Regions from separate parts of the Macaca mulatta genome. Here region 2 is linked to region 1. Evidence: chromatin contacts called from public Hi-C data. All regions are on one chromosome and are shown on one strand. Each heading gives the region's core, a stretch centred on a gene start, on an enhancer-like site or on the middle of the called end of the contact. The rest is flanking DNA. Distances are from core to core; before and after follow the strand shown. Region 1 holds the start of UBE2J1 (ubiquitin conjugating enzyme E2 J1). Region 2 holds the start of RNGTT (RNA guanylyltransferase and 5'-phosphatase).

Region 1 (7,039 bases), core at 3,606-6,105:
TCGAGACCATCCTGGCTAACACGATGAAACCCTGTCGCTACTAAAAATACAAAAAATTAGCCGGGCGTGGTGGCGGGCTCTGTAGTCCCAACTACTCAGGAGGCTGAGGCAGGAGAATGACGTGAACCCGGGAGGCAGAGCTTGCAGTGAGCCTAGATGGAGCCACTGCACTCCAGCCTGGGCTACAGAGCGAGACTCCGTCCCCCCTCCCCCTGCCCAAAAAAAACCAAACAAAAAAAAAAAAACAAAAAAAAAAAAAAAGAAAGAAAGAAAATGAAATAACTCAAACTCATCAGTTCATCAGAACTAAGGAATAAGTATTGTAATTTTGTTACTAGTTTTTAAAACACCTTTAAATTTTGAGAAAAACAAGATGCAGTCTATGCAAATAAAGCAAAAGCCACAATACTAAGCAGCTTCCTTTTCCTCATCCCTAACACCAAAAGTTGAAATTTTGAGAGAGATAGATAATTCAAAGCTATGGTAGCAAATTCGGTCTCAAAGAAAAGACAAATTAAGAAAGCTACGCTAAAAATTACTTTAATAATGTTGCAAACAACTATTTTATTTAGAAAACACTTCTTTGCTTACTTATAGGAAAACCTTTTAAAATGAGAAATGGTACACAAGTCATCTGGTGAAGGAACCTACTAAACTAGTATTCTAAGCACTCTACTGTATTTCAAATATATTTGCTTGATATCCCTCCATAATATTTTCTCCTGAAATACATTAGAAAAGTGTTAAAATAGAATGAACAAGCAAGACATATCTTGAACGTAGCAGAAACTGAGAAGAAAAAAACCAGAAGCATTTTCTCTCCTAGATCTTCCAGCCGGCTGCCAGATGGTAAGCAAAAGCGTAATTATGAGACCTGCAATGCAGTAAGGTGCCGAGAGCTCCTTCCTGCCTTTTTTGTTCAGGTAACCAGAGTTTAAACTTGTGTCCCTGGTAATAACTAACATCTCCATTACATTAATACCAGCTACATCCCCATGGGAAAATGTTCCATGTTTCTTATTAACCAATCCCAAGGGGGAATCCTGGGGGTAAAACAAGAGAAACAACTATAGTAGGTGTGTGTGTGTGTTTTTTTTTTCTTTTCTGAAAAAAAAAAAGTATTATATTCAAGGTAATTAACAAAATGTTTACAATAAAGTCTATATTTGATCTTAGCCAAAAGACTGAGAAGCAATGCAATAAAGTCTATATATGGCTTTCTATTTTTCTTTTTTAAAATTTTACTCTAGGAAGACATTGATGTAAAATAAGCCAATTCACACTATCAGTTTAAGTGATAATAGCACTGCAACTGGCAAAACAAGTATGGCAGATATTTTAAATATAGAAAAGTATATATGGTATAATGGGATATCAGTTCTTAAAATACCTATGCCTTATAAACCAAAGCTCAAGGTAAATACACCAAAATCTGTATCACAGCCTTTTCTAAGCAGGAGGATTATGAGAGATTTGGATTTTGTTCATATTCCACATATTGAACAACCACTGTATTACTTTTATGATCAAGAAGAAAATCATTTAAAAAATGTTTCCAGTGCTAAAGAATATGTGTGTGAACCAAGAATAGCTTGGAGGTTCTAAGAAGCATATCCTTTTTTCAAATAGTGGAAAAATCAAATGATGCAAAACAGCCTGATTCCTTTTTAGTGTAGCAAAAAAACCCAAGTTTCAGAGTCAGAAGACCTGGACTTGAATCACGGTTCTTTCATTTTCTAGATAAGTCACTGAAGCTTTTTTTGAATAAGTCATTGAAGCTTTAAGAACCTTTATAAAATATATTTCAAAGTATTCAAACCAAATCAAGAAATAGATGAAAACTAGAAAAATTCCTCTCATTAACACAAAAAAAATCATATGCCAGAAAGATAATAATCTGTAGTTGAAAAAACTGAGAAGTAGATACTTGATTTCTCTGAGACCTCAATTATCTTCATCTGTAAAATAGGTATAAATAATTGGTGCCACCACTTCCAGGGCTGTTGTGAAGAATAAATGAGTTGACGTTATATCAAGTGCCTGATACACAATAGATGCTAAAAAACTATAGTCCAGACCTTGCACAAGGATGCAAATGGTGGTGGGGAAAGGGCTTGCACTTCAAACAACTTCTGGTTCCTAACTAAGGAAAAGATGAATTACACAGGTCAAGGATTGTGGTTCTAAGATGTTTTCTAAGATTCTGAAACATTTTAAACCTCATGTTTTGTAATTTTTGTTAGCTACGAAGTCGGCTTTAAGGATTAAAAAAAATCTTGAAATGAAAAACAAAGGAGTTTTCCTTAGGATCATCAAAAGTAAAGAAAAATTACCCCAAATTTGATCTGGGATTGAACCTTTACCTGATATAATTTGTAAATTTTTCTTGGAAGAAGTAAGTGTTCTAGATTTAAAAAATAAGTAATTTTTGGATAAGAAATTTTCCGGGGAAATGAGCTCCCTTCCCACCGTCAGTCAAGAATTCAGTAACCTTTAAATAAAATTACTCTTCTCTTTGTGTCTTTTTGAGACATGCTCTATCACCCAGGCTGCAATGCAGTGGCACGATCATGGCTCACTGCAGCCTGCTCCTCCTCTCCCATCCCCCAGAGCTCAACTGATCCTCCCTCCTCAGCCTCCAGAGTAGCTGGGACCACAGGTACATATGCCCGGCTAATTTTTGAGTGTGTGTATATTTTTAGTAGAGATGGGTCTCACCATGTTGCTCAGGCTGATCTCCAATTCCTGAGCTCAAGTGATCCACCCACCTCGGCCTTTTTTTTTTTTTTTTTGAGATGGAGTCTCATTCAGTCTTCCAGGCTGATCTCGGCTCACTGCAACCTTCACCTCCTGGGTTCAAGGGATTCTCCTACCTCAGCCTCCCAAGTAGCCGGGATTACATGCGCGCATCACCACACCAAACTAATTTCTGTATTTTTAGTAGAGACGGGTTTTCGCCATGTTGGCCAGGCTGGTCTCCAACTCCTGACCTCAGGTGACCTGCCTGCCTCGGCCTCCCAAAGTGCTGGGATTACACGCACGAGCCACTGCACCTGGCCGGCCACTTATCTTTTCTCTGTAAATGTCTCTACTGAGAGAAATTTTGGAATTGGCTTTGATCTTGGAGCATGATTGTAATTAAGCTTTGATATATGCCCATAATTAAATTGTTATGGGCACATGTCCACAATAAATTGTTATTGTTGTTAACCAAGGAAGGAGAGATTATTTCTACTGAACCAGTCCAGTGGGAGAAGAGCCCCAGGGAGCAGAGGAGGTGGTGGTGGCTAAAGAAGAGCCCCAGAAGACAACTGCACCCAGAGATTGATGGACCTGGAGGCTGAATAGCAAAAGGCTTCTAGTACTCAGCTATCAAATAGGAGCGCATTATATACAGCACCTGCTTTGCAGGCCTTGCTGTGGTAGGGCCTATTGCACAAATTAGGGGTTTTTGTAGAGCTGTGGCAGGAGAGGGTGTCAAGTGTTAGATATATCTGAAGATTCAACACAATGAATGAATGAAACAGCATTGGAGTTTGGTTTTGTTTGCATGTCTCAGCCAATCAGATTATCAGTTTACTATACAGAAAACAACCTCAGGGAATGGTTTAAAAGATACCATCTAATTTTAGATACCCTTCACTTTTTTCCTCCCAATTTCACCAAGAAATTCAGATTTATATTAACAATAGAAAACAAATCAAATTTAAGAGTTTTATATCTTTATATAACAGAATAAAACTTGCCCAACCTGATTAACCCTTTCTATCCGGCCCACCTTCCCAATCCCTCCCTCCTTTCCTTTCCTAAGGTAGGTTCCTACTCCTTGAGACTTTTGAACTCAGTCCTCTCTCTCGATCCCACACATTGGACAATGAAGCAGGAAGTGTGTCCTTTGAAGTTTAACCTTTCATATTTGTATGCTTTCCCTCAAATTCAATGTAATTCCTTTTTTTTTTTTTTGACAGCTTTTACATCTAAACAAACCAAAAAACCCAAAACTCCTGCAATGCCTAAAACAGCGTCTTGCACCTAACACACTACCCAAGAAAAAAAACTATTATGAATATCCAACTCCAGCCAGAGCCGTGACTCACGCCTGTAATCCCAGCACTTTGGGAGGCCGAGGCGGGCGGATCACTTGAGTCCAGGAGTTCGAGACCAGCCGGGCCAACACGACGAAACCCTGTCTCTATCAAAAATACAAAAAATTAACCGGGCGTGATGGCACACACCTGCGGTCCCAGCCACGCTGGAGGCTGAGGTGGGAGGATCGCCTGGGCCCAGGAGGTAGAGGCTGCAGTGAGCCAAGATCGCGCCACTGCACCCCAGCCTGGGCGACAGAGCGGTGACACCGTCTCAAAAAAAAAAAAAAAAATTCCTATTCCATTCCCTTATCACTGGCTTTCCCCCTCCTCACTTAACTCCCGCCCCCCGCAACAGGGACTGGATCTAAAAACAAAGCCCTTCCCAGACCCCGCGGGACCGCGCGCGGGCAGCCGGATGCGGACAGCTTTGCAGCCGGAGCCCGGCGCCCTCTCTGAGCTCTCCAGGGCCCGGGGATCCCAGACTTCGCCTACAGCGGGTAGGGCCGGAGCCGCTTCGCGCCGCGCGGTTCCTCGGTGAAACCCGCCAGCGCCTGGGGACGGACCCCAGAGGGTCCGGCGGAAGGCCGGTTTCCGGGGGCCGGAACGAGAGGACTAGGACGCCGCTCGCTCCTGCAGCTCCCCAAGCCGGCTTCGCGGGGCCGGCGGCGGCTGGGTAGGGACCGACCGCCACGAAGCTACTGCCACGTCAGGGCAACTTCACAAATCCCGGACGAGGGCGGGTGACGCAAGCCGGGCGGCCGCGACGGGGCTGGGCCTGCGGCTACCGGAGGAGGCTGACCTCCAGCCCGGGCGCCGGGTTCAGCGACGCCCCGGCCGGCGCCGGTGCCTGCCAGGCACTCAGGGAGGCGGGGGCGCAGCGGAGGAGGCGGCGCCATCGCGAAGCCAGCGCCTCGCCAGCACTCAGCCTTGCCACCCGCCCGCAGTCCGGGCTGGACTGGGCGGCATTTGCCAAGGCTCCTCGGCCAGGCCCCGTCCGCCCGAGCCGCGCTGAGACCTGGGCAGCGGCCGCGTGGAGAGGAGGTGGCAGCTGCCCGGGAGGCCGGAGCCAGGCCAGCGACCCGCCATGGAGACCCGCTACAACCTGAAGAGTCCGGGTGAGCAGGGCTGGGGCCCCTGGGCTAGGAGTGCGGAGTGACCCTGGACCCCGGGGCGGTCGCCGCGGTCCCCTCACGTCTGGCGCCACTCGCGGCTCAGCTCCTGGTTTCGCGCTCTACGCGAGACCGCCGCCTGCCCGGGAAGTGCAGGCCGCAGGGCGGGGTGGCCGGGTGGACGCCCGCTGCCAATCCCCCGGCCGGCCAGCGCCCGCAGCACCCAGCCTCCCCCTTTTCTCGTCTTCGCCCGGTCCCGTAGAGCTGGGTCAGAAACTCATCCCTGAGAACAGGTGTAAAGGTGATGTGGGTGGGCGATAGTCAGCAACCCCCTCGCTGTACCTGCATCCTGAACACCGTCGTTAATTCCCTCCCCGTCGCTGTCAGTGGACTATTAGCCTGCTGATTTACTCACATTTGAGGAGTTAGTCGTTTAAACATCCTATTTGCAGCACTTGGGCGAATGCAATTACAGACATAAAGGAAGTGTTCTGTAACTAAACCAGTTAACTGTAGAGCTAAAGCAAAACAAAACAAAAACAAAACAACAACAACAAAAAACACCTAGTTGAGCCCTGTTCTTGAGAGCTAACCTTGATTTTTGCCAGACTGGCTAATATGAAACATATCTGTCTTCAGTCGTAGGATTCCTTTCCTGCATTTAATGATCCTGCTTTATTTACACAAGCAGTCCCAGCAATACTAACCTTTACTTTCTGGTGCATTATAAAGATAAGCAACTAGCTTTCTCAGCTTAATGAAACAGGCTTGAAATAAATCATTGGATCCTCTAAATGGTATTTTTTCTATCTGTACCTTGATACATTTTGTCAGGGGGAAGAAACTCTACAGTTAACTCTGCATGATAAACTCTAGGGTATTAGTGATTTCACTAACTTTTGCGTTGCTTAACATTTCCTTCCAAAAAAAGCTGTTTCTCAGTAGGAATTAGCAAGACTAGCATCCTTATGGAAAGAGTTGACATTGTGAATCTTTGGGTTTTTTGTATGGTTTCAGAATATGCAAAAACCCCAGAAAAGCCTGAGGATATTGATTGGAGGGAGCTTTGTTAACCTGAGTGCTGTCAAGCTCAGAAATGTCCTTAGGTGACCAAGTGTGTAGAATTGGTCATAATATTTTAGGGGCCACTGACTCCTCAAAAAAATCTGATGAAGACCTGGCACGGTGGCACATGCCTGTAATCCCAGCACTTTGGGAGGCCTGAGCCCAGGAGGTGGAGAGCAGCCTGGCCAACATGGCGAAAGCCCGTCTCTACTAAAAACACAAAAATTAGCCGGGCATGGTGTTGGCGCACTTCTGTAGTTCCAGCCACTCGGGAGGCTGAGGCAGGAGGATGGCTTGACCCGTGGAGGCTGAGGTTGCAGTGAGCCAATATCGCGCCACTGCACTCCAGTGTGGGCAACAGAGCGAGACTCCATCTAAAAAAACAAAAACAAAAACAAAAAACAAAAAGAACCCCGGGGTGGGGAGGGAGGAAGAAAAGACCAAAGAGAAAGAGGGAAAGAAAAGCTTAATTTTTAAGGTAGATGGTAAAATGATTGAATTCTTTACATTGTGGTAGATTTAACTAGAACTGTTTGGGTAAAAATGTATGATGGCTTCCTGGTCACATGGTTCCTTAGGACAGCAGAGGTGCTCAGTGAAAGGTCCAGAGAATAATGCACATGTGAGTAGTAGTGCAGTTTGGAATGGAGAACTGGTGGAACCCAAGAGATTGTTGTCAGAAAACATCGCTCAATTTTGATAGGTTAGACGTAATACTATGATGATGTTTTTAAAATTCTTCAGAATTTTGTACATTTCCAAAGTATGTCAACTATT
Region 2 (6,478 bases), core at 819-3,318, 380 kb after region 1:
TTGAGGGGTTGAGGCTGCAGTGAAGCTGCCCGGATCATGCCCACTGCACTCCAGCCTGGGTGAGACAGTGAGACCCTGTCTGCAAAAACAAAAGATTTATCTACATAGCAAAGTGAAGAGGAAGGATTAATAAATACAAGTGTTTCTCAAGGAAATGTCTTAGGAAAAGGGAAGACAGATAAGATCTCTCTCTTTTGCCAAAAGAGAACGTTCAATCTTATTTTTTACATGTATACACTCTTCCTTAGGGGCAAAATGGATGTTTGATGAAAGATTCACCAACGACGAGAATCTACATCTGATAAAGAGGAGACGAAGACATATCTGAGAGTGTGAGTCAGGGGTTCCAGGAAGCGGGGGAGGAATCACGTTGGTCCATCTGTGTCTATTTTTCTTCTCACAGAGAAGAAAGAGACTTGGGCCTAGGAGCAATATGGCAGAAACACACATCAGGCAAGTCATTCCTGACAGGCAGAGAGAAACTGCCTACTCATCGGGATGCCACTCTCTTATTCTACTCTCTATTGTGGGCAAAAGGTAGCCCCAGGGTCCTCCCAATTCTGTGGCACTGAGTATGGAGAGGGCATAACTGGATAGCTGAGTAAAAATCCAGTGCACATTGCTGCCTTACAGCCAATAATAGTTGCTCACCAGTGGTATGAAGCCTCTGTGTGCCTAGAACTGAGCTACTGGGTAGATACAGTGTGTGTGGGAAGGGGAGTCTCCAAGGGGAGTCATCCCCAGAAGGGGAAGGTAAGATACTCTTCCAGGATCAGGCTCACCTTTCCCATCCTTGAAGGGGGCTGGGGATGGAAGGTTTTATTTTTTTACCATTTTGGGCATGGTACACACTCTATCAGCAGAAAAGGGAATTAATAGGAGATTATTTGGGTAGACTGATGGCCTTAAAACAAACTGGGTATTATCTTGTTCTGTCAGGGGAGGAGTTGACACTTTCACTAACAGTTCTGAGCAGACGCAACAGCAGGACAGACCAGAAGTGTGACCTAACTCAGGCTGCCTCAGAGAGATGGCTGTCAGACTGTCTCTACTGATGGGACTCTTACTGAGGGGGTCCAGGCATTCAAGGGGTTGAGTTTCCCAGAAAGTTCCCCATCGAAGCTTTAAAAATGTATTCCCTGCAGCCTTATGCTCTTGCAGTTCCAATACAGCATTGGTGTTTAAAGCCAAACTACTTTATAATTGATTTGCCATCATCCAGCTTTATATTTAACACTAATTTAATCTGGTAACAAAGGAAAGGCTCGTTAAAGGACGGCATTCATAAAATGCTTCCAAGCACCTCTGCTTAACTCGAAGGGAAAATAAAAGGGACTGTTTATTTGGTAGGCAGAGGAGAACACCGCCACGAAACGGTTCTCCACTGAGCAACTCCTGCCTTTGTCAATTATACACATTATTTAGTAACTTTTTTGGAGACATGGACCTTCTCAAACTCCCCAGTATGCTTTGAAACTTTGATAAAGAAATGTACAAACAAAACTCTAAGTGTTCTGGAATTAATTTCAGACGCTTCATAGATCCTCGTAAGTACTCACCGTAAGAAAAATTCCCCATTTCTGGTACTCCAATCTCACGCCCTTAGAATTCTCCTAAGACTTATTCCCTTGAACAACTTTCCCTAATACCAAATCAAACCTAGATCCAGCTGGGACGCCAAGCTTGCGCTGTGGTAACGCTCAGAAGGCCTCCTTCATCAGTAAAACAGATGCCTTAATGGAAGTGACGGGCAATCAACGCATGGAAAGGGGCTTGGCTTCCCTCTTTTTTGGGTTTCTCTAGGTTGTCTAGATTGGAAAAAAATACACGCTTCGTCCTGCGGAGTTCGGTACAAACGCAATTGCACATATGCAAAGGCAAACCAGGAGCGCAAGTGCGCGTCCGGGGACCGCGACCGGGAGGGGCGGGGCCGAGCGGGGCGAGAGACGGACCGCTCCTCCCATTCGTCGCCGCCTTAACTCTTTGCTATCCTTCCGCAGAGCTTCCTCTTCTTTCCCTCTGACCTCGGAAAGAAGGGGGCGGGGCCTTCGGGGGCGGAAGTTGCAGTGCATTGTGGGTTCGCCTGGAGCGGTGGAGTTGATCCTGAATGAAAGTGGCGCGCTGCCCCTGACGTTACCCGGATTTGAGCGGCTGGAATTCGGATTACTGCTGCGATTCGGGTGTCTCGGACCCCGGTGCGCACCGGACCACGGGGAGGCGGCTGCAAAGGCGCGGCGAACGTTGGTGAGGGAGGGCAGCTCTGCGCAGCCCCCAAGACATGGCTCACAACAAGATCCCGCCGCGGTGGCTGAACTGTCCCCGGCGCGGCCAGCCGGTGGCAGGTAACCTGGACTGGGGGGTATTCGAATCCCCACACTCCAGCGTGCCCGGGGGTGGGCCGACTGAGGAGCTCAGCTTTTGGTGGTTCTGTGCCCGTTAGTGGTATTTCAGGAGTGGGATATGCTCCATCTGATTACGCTTCGTGGACGAATGTTTGGGAACATGAACGGGAGGGGATGGTCGGCGGATGGGGGGCACTTGTCACTATTCCTGCCAGGCTAACTGTGCGAATGTGAAGGTAGACAGTAGGTTGGTGGCAGGAGGTGAGGATCCAGGAATACAGTGGGCGTACTTTGAGTCTTAGTAGTTTGTGAACCTTTTAGGGTTCAACCTTCCCCTCGAATTAGAAGGGATGAGTGTCAGTCTTGAGATGGAGGAGGATAAGGAGGGAAGGGGCGGTTCCCAGCGGTGAAATGGGGTCACATTGAGACTGGGAATCTGGAGGGTGTTTTTGTTAGTTTTTTGTTTTTATTTTTTTTTGTGAAACAGGGTCTCTCGCTGAGGCTGGCGATCCTCCCACCTCAGCCTCCCAAGTAGCCGGGACTACAGGCTCCTGCCATCGCACCCGGCTACTTTTTTTGTTTATTTAATATATATATACACATTTATAATATATATATTTGAGACATAGTCTCTCTCTGCCGCCCGGGCTGGAATGCAGTGGCGTGATCTCGGCTCCCTGCCTTAGCCTTCCAAGTAGGTGGGATTACAGGTGCGTGCCACAACACCTGGCTAATTTTTGTGTTTTTAGTAGAGACGGGGTTTCACCATGTTGGCCAGGCCGGTCTCCAACTCCTGTCCTCAAGTGATCCGCCCGCCTCGGCTTCCCAAAGTGCTGGGATTACAGCCGTGAGCCAGCACGCCCAGCCATAATTTTTTTGTTTATTTCTTGTGGAGACAGTTTCACTATGTTGCCGAGGCTGCTCTTGAACTCGTGGACTCAAGCGATGCTCCCACTTCGGCCTCCCAAAGTGTTGGGATTATAGGCGAGAGCCACCCTGCTTGGTCTGGTTTTTGTTTCTTTAAATCATTTTTCTTGTAGTTTTTTTATCTTTATTGAGCTTGAATACAATAGGCTTTAAAGTGTACAGTTTGATAAATTTTGACTATATATACACAAATACATCTCTTTCCTAGGAAACAACCATGAAACCATCACCCCTCAAAGTTTCCTCCTGTCCCTTTTTAAATCTCTTTGCCTGGCAACTGCTGATCTGCTTTCTGTAATTATAGTTTGCATTTTCTAGAAATTTTTAAATAATTGGAAACATATAGTGAGTACTCTGCTTGGGGTGGAAGGAAGTGTGTGTGGCTTTTTTCACTAAGCATAATTATTTTGATACTCATCCAGATTATGCATGTATCAATAGTTTATTCCTTTTTTATTGCAGTGTAGTAGTCCATTGTTCTGGGTATACCACAATTTGTTTACCTCTTCATCTATTGATGGTCATTTGGGTTGTTTCCAGTTTTTAGCTATTACAAATAAACCTGCTGTGAACATTTATGTACAAGTCATTGTATGGACATATACTTTCATTCCTTTTGTGTAAATCTCTAGGAGAGGAATGGCTGCATCATATAATAGGTGTATGTTTTAAGAATTTTAAGAAACTGCCAACCTGTTTTCCAAAGCGGTAACACTTGATAGCCCCACCATCAATGTATTATACAGAATAAATTCAAAGGACTTAAAAACTCGCAAAAAATTTGGACACTTCACAAAATAAGATATATGAATAGCCAAAAAGCTATGATGGCGTGGTGGTGTGTGCCTGTAATCCCAGCTACTCGGGAGACTGAGGCAGGGGAATCACTTGAACCCGGGAGGCGGTGGTTGCAGTGAGCCGAGACTGCACCACTGCACTCCAGCCTGGGTGACAGAGTGAAACTCCATCTCAAAAAAAAGTAATTTGTACTTAATCGTGTAATTTATTAGTAAGGGTTCTCTACAGGGACAGAACTAATAGGATATATATATACACACACACGTAAAGGGGAGTTTATTAACTATTAACTCACACAATCACAAGGTCCCACAATAGGTTGTCAGCAAACTGAGGAGCAAGGAGAGCCAGTCTGAGTCCCAAAACTGAAGAACTTGGAATCCAGTGTTTGAGGGCAGGAAGCATCCTGTACAGGACAAAGATGTAGGCTGGGAGGCTAGGCCAGTCAAGTCTTTTCACATTTTTTTTCTGCCTGCTTTATATTCTAGCTGTGCTGACAGCTGATTAGATAGTGCCCACCCAGATTAAGGGTGGGTTTGCCTTTCCCAGCCCACTGACTCAAATGTTAATCTCCTTTGGCAACGCCCCCTACACCCAGAATCAATACTTTGCATCCTTCAATTCAATCAAGTTGACACTCAGTATTAACCATCACAGTAATTTCTTTGATATTTTGCATATTGAGGAAAATGTTATGGCAGTTCAAACTTATATGTTGCAAATATTAGGATTCACTTTACTAGTACTAGAAGTTCATAATTTTCCTGAATCAGAAAGAAAATGGTACTAACTACATATAATATGTTCTCCTGTGAAGTCACCTTCTCTAATGAAACCAGACTTGCAATGAGAGAGAGCTCTTGGAGACAGGGCCAAGCTTTATTTTCTGGAGAATTGTTTTTTCCTCCTTCTGAGTTAATAGATTTCAGGTGAATACTTGGAAGAAAACAAACTTATAATTTCTTTCCCTTTTTCCTTTTTTTTCCTTTTTTTTTTGAGACAGGGTCTTGCTCTGTCACCCAGGCTGGAGTGCAGTGGCGAGATCTTGGTTCATTGCAACCTTTTCCTCCCAGGTTCAGGCTATTCTTCTGCCTCAGTCTCCTGAGTAGCTGGGACTACAGCTGTGCACCACCGTGCCCAGCTAATTTTTGTATTTTTAGTAGAGATGGGGTTTCACCATGTTGGCCACGCTGGTCTCCAACTGCTGACCTCAGGTGATCCACCTGCCTCGGCCTCCCAAAGTGTTGGCATTACAGGCATGAGCTACCGCACCCAGCCCTCCCTAGTTTCTTAAAGGTATATCATTCAACATAAAATTATTTCATACCTGCTATGTAAAGAGCTTACTAGGAACTGTGGGAATGTAAATATGAGACACAGCCAGGTGCATTGGCACATACTTGTGGTCCCAGGTACTGGGGATAGTGTGATGGTGATAGTGATGGTGATTTTGAAGTCATTTTATTTAGCAGATATTTAAATGTCTACTTTGTGCTAGTCCTGGGTGCTAGGGAGATGGCTAAGATATATTACCCTTAAAAAGCATAGTCTCATGGGAGTAGCAAACCATCCATTTTAAGCACAGTTCTGTTGTAAAAAATGTAGCAAAGACTATTGTAGTATACGATGGGAATCAGAGGTAATAAACCTAATTCCCTGAGGTTGAGGAAGAAGAGATGGGAAGGAAGGAGATCAGGTGAGACTTCCCAGAGGAGGTCGTACATGAATTATCTTGAGTAAATAGAAGTTTTCTAGATAAATAGTTGGCAGGGGGTGTTTTTGGAAAGTTTCTGTTAGGATAGGATGATGTAGGATGATGATGGGAGAGATAATAGACTGAAAAAGTGTTTTTGTTCTGGAAGATATAAGTGAGGTTATGAGGTTGGAGAATAGCCTGATCATAAGGCAAGTAGGGTGTGATAAGGTATCTTAATATTCATATGCTTTAAATTTTCACTGGTATACAATTGCAGTTTTTTTCAGCATCAAGATGAGATTATTTGAATCCAGGTTAAAAGCTTACTTTGACTTTTCTGTGTTTAATGAATTGATGGAGAGAGGAATGGAAATAGACTGATTAGGAACTTGTAGCCCAGGTGAAAGACAGTAGTGATGGTTTAGAAGTGAGACATGAAGCGTAGAAGGCTAATTTGAGAGATATTAAGAAGGGAAAATGGATGGAACTTAATGTTGTATTTAGAATGAGGGAAAGAGGGTCAAAATTTAGTCTGAAATGTCTGGCTTATGCAGTGAGATATTTGATATTATTAGGGCTTATGGAGAGAGAAGCAGGTTGGAGGCGATACTAAGATCCTGATTGCTCAAATAGAGATCTTTAGTAAAGATATTTTTTAAGAACATTTTAATTTTATTTCAGTAGTTTTTGGGGAACAGCTGGTTCTTGGTTACAT

Evidence for each region. Hi-C and Micro-C count contacts between places; a contact is called where the count stands out from the background.
Region 2: a Hi-C map of prefrontal cortex shows a contact between it and region 1, with 7 times the contacts expected there. The contact joins the promoter of RNGTT here to the promoter of UBE2J1 in region 1. A contact is called at or near these places in 6 of 14 Hi-C or Micro-C datasets (blood, cortical neurons, fetal cortex germinal zone and 3 more).

What each region holds. Positions count from the first base shown.
Region 1 is chr4:96,633,707-96,640,745 of T2T-MMU8v2.0, forward strand. It overlaps UBE2J1 (ubiquitin conjugating enzyme E2 J1), which reads left to right and starts at 4,856. Exons shown (of 7, transcript XM_028847361.2): 1 at 4,856-5,203. The coding sequence starts at 5,173.
Region 2 is chr4:97,012,030-97,018,507 of T2T-MMU8v2.0, forward strand. RNGTT (RNA guanylyltransferase and 5'-phosphatase) reads left to right here and starts at 2,069. Exons shown (of 15, transcript XM_028847364.2): 1 at 2,069-2,342. The coding sequence starts at 2,279. It overlaps LOC144340317 (a long non-coding RNA gene), which reads right to left and starts at 1,932. Exons shown (of 4, transcript XR_013416298.1): 1 at 1,560-1,932.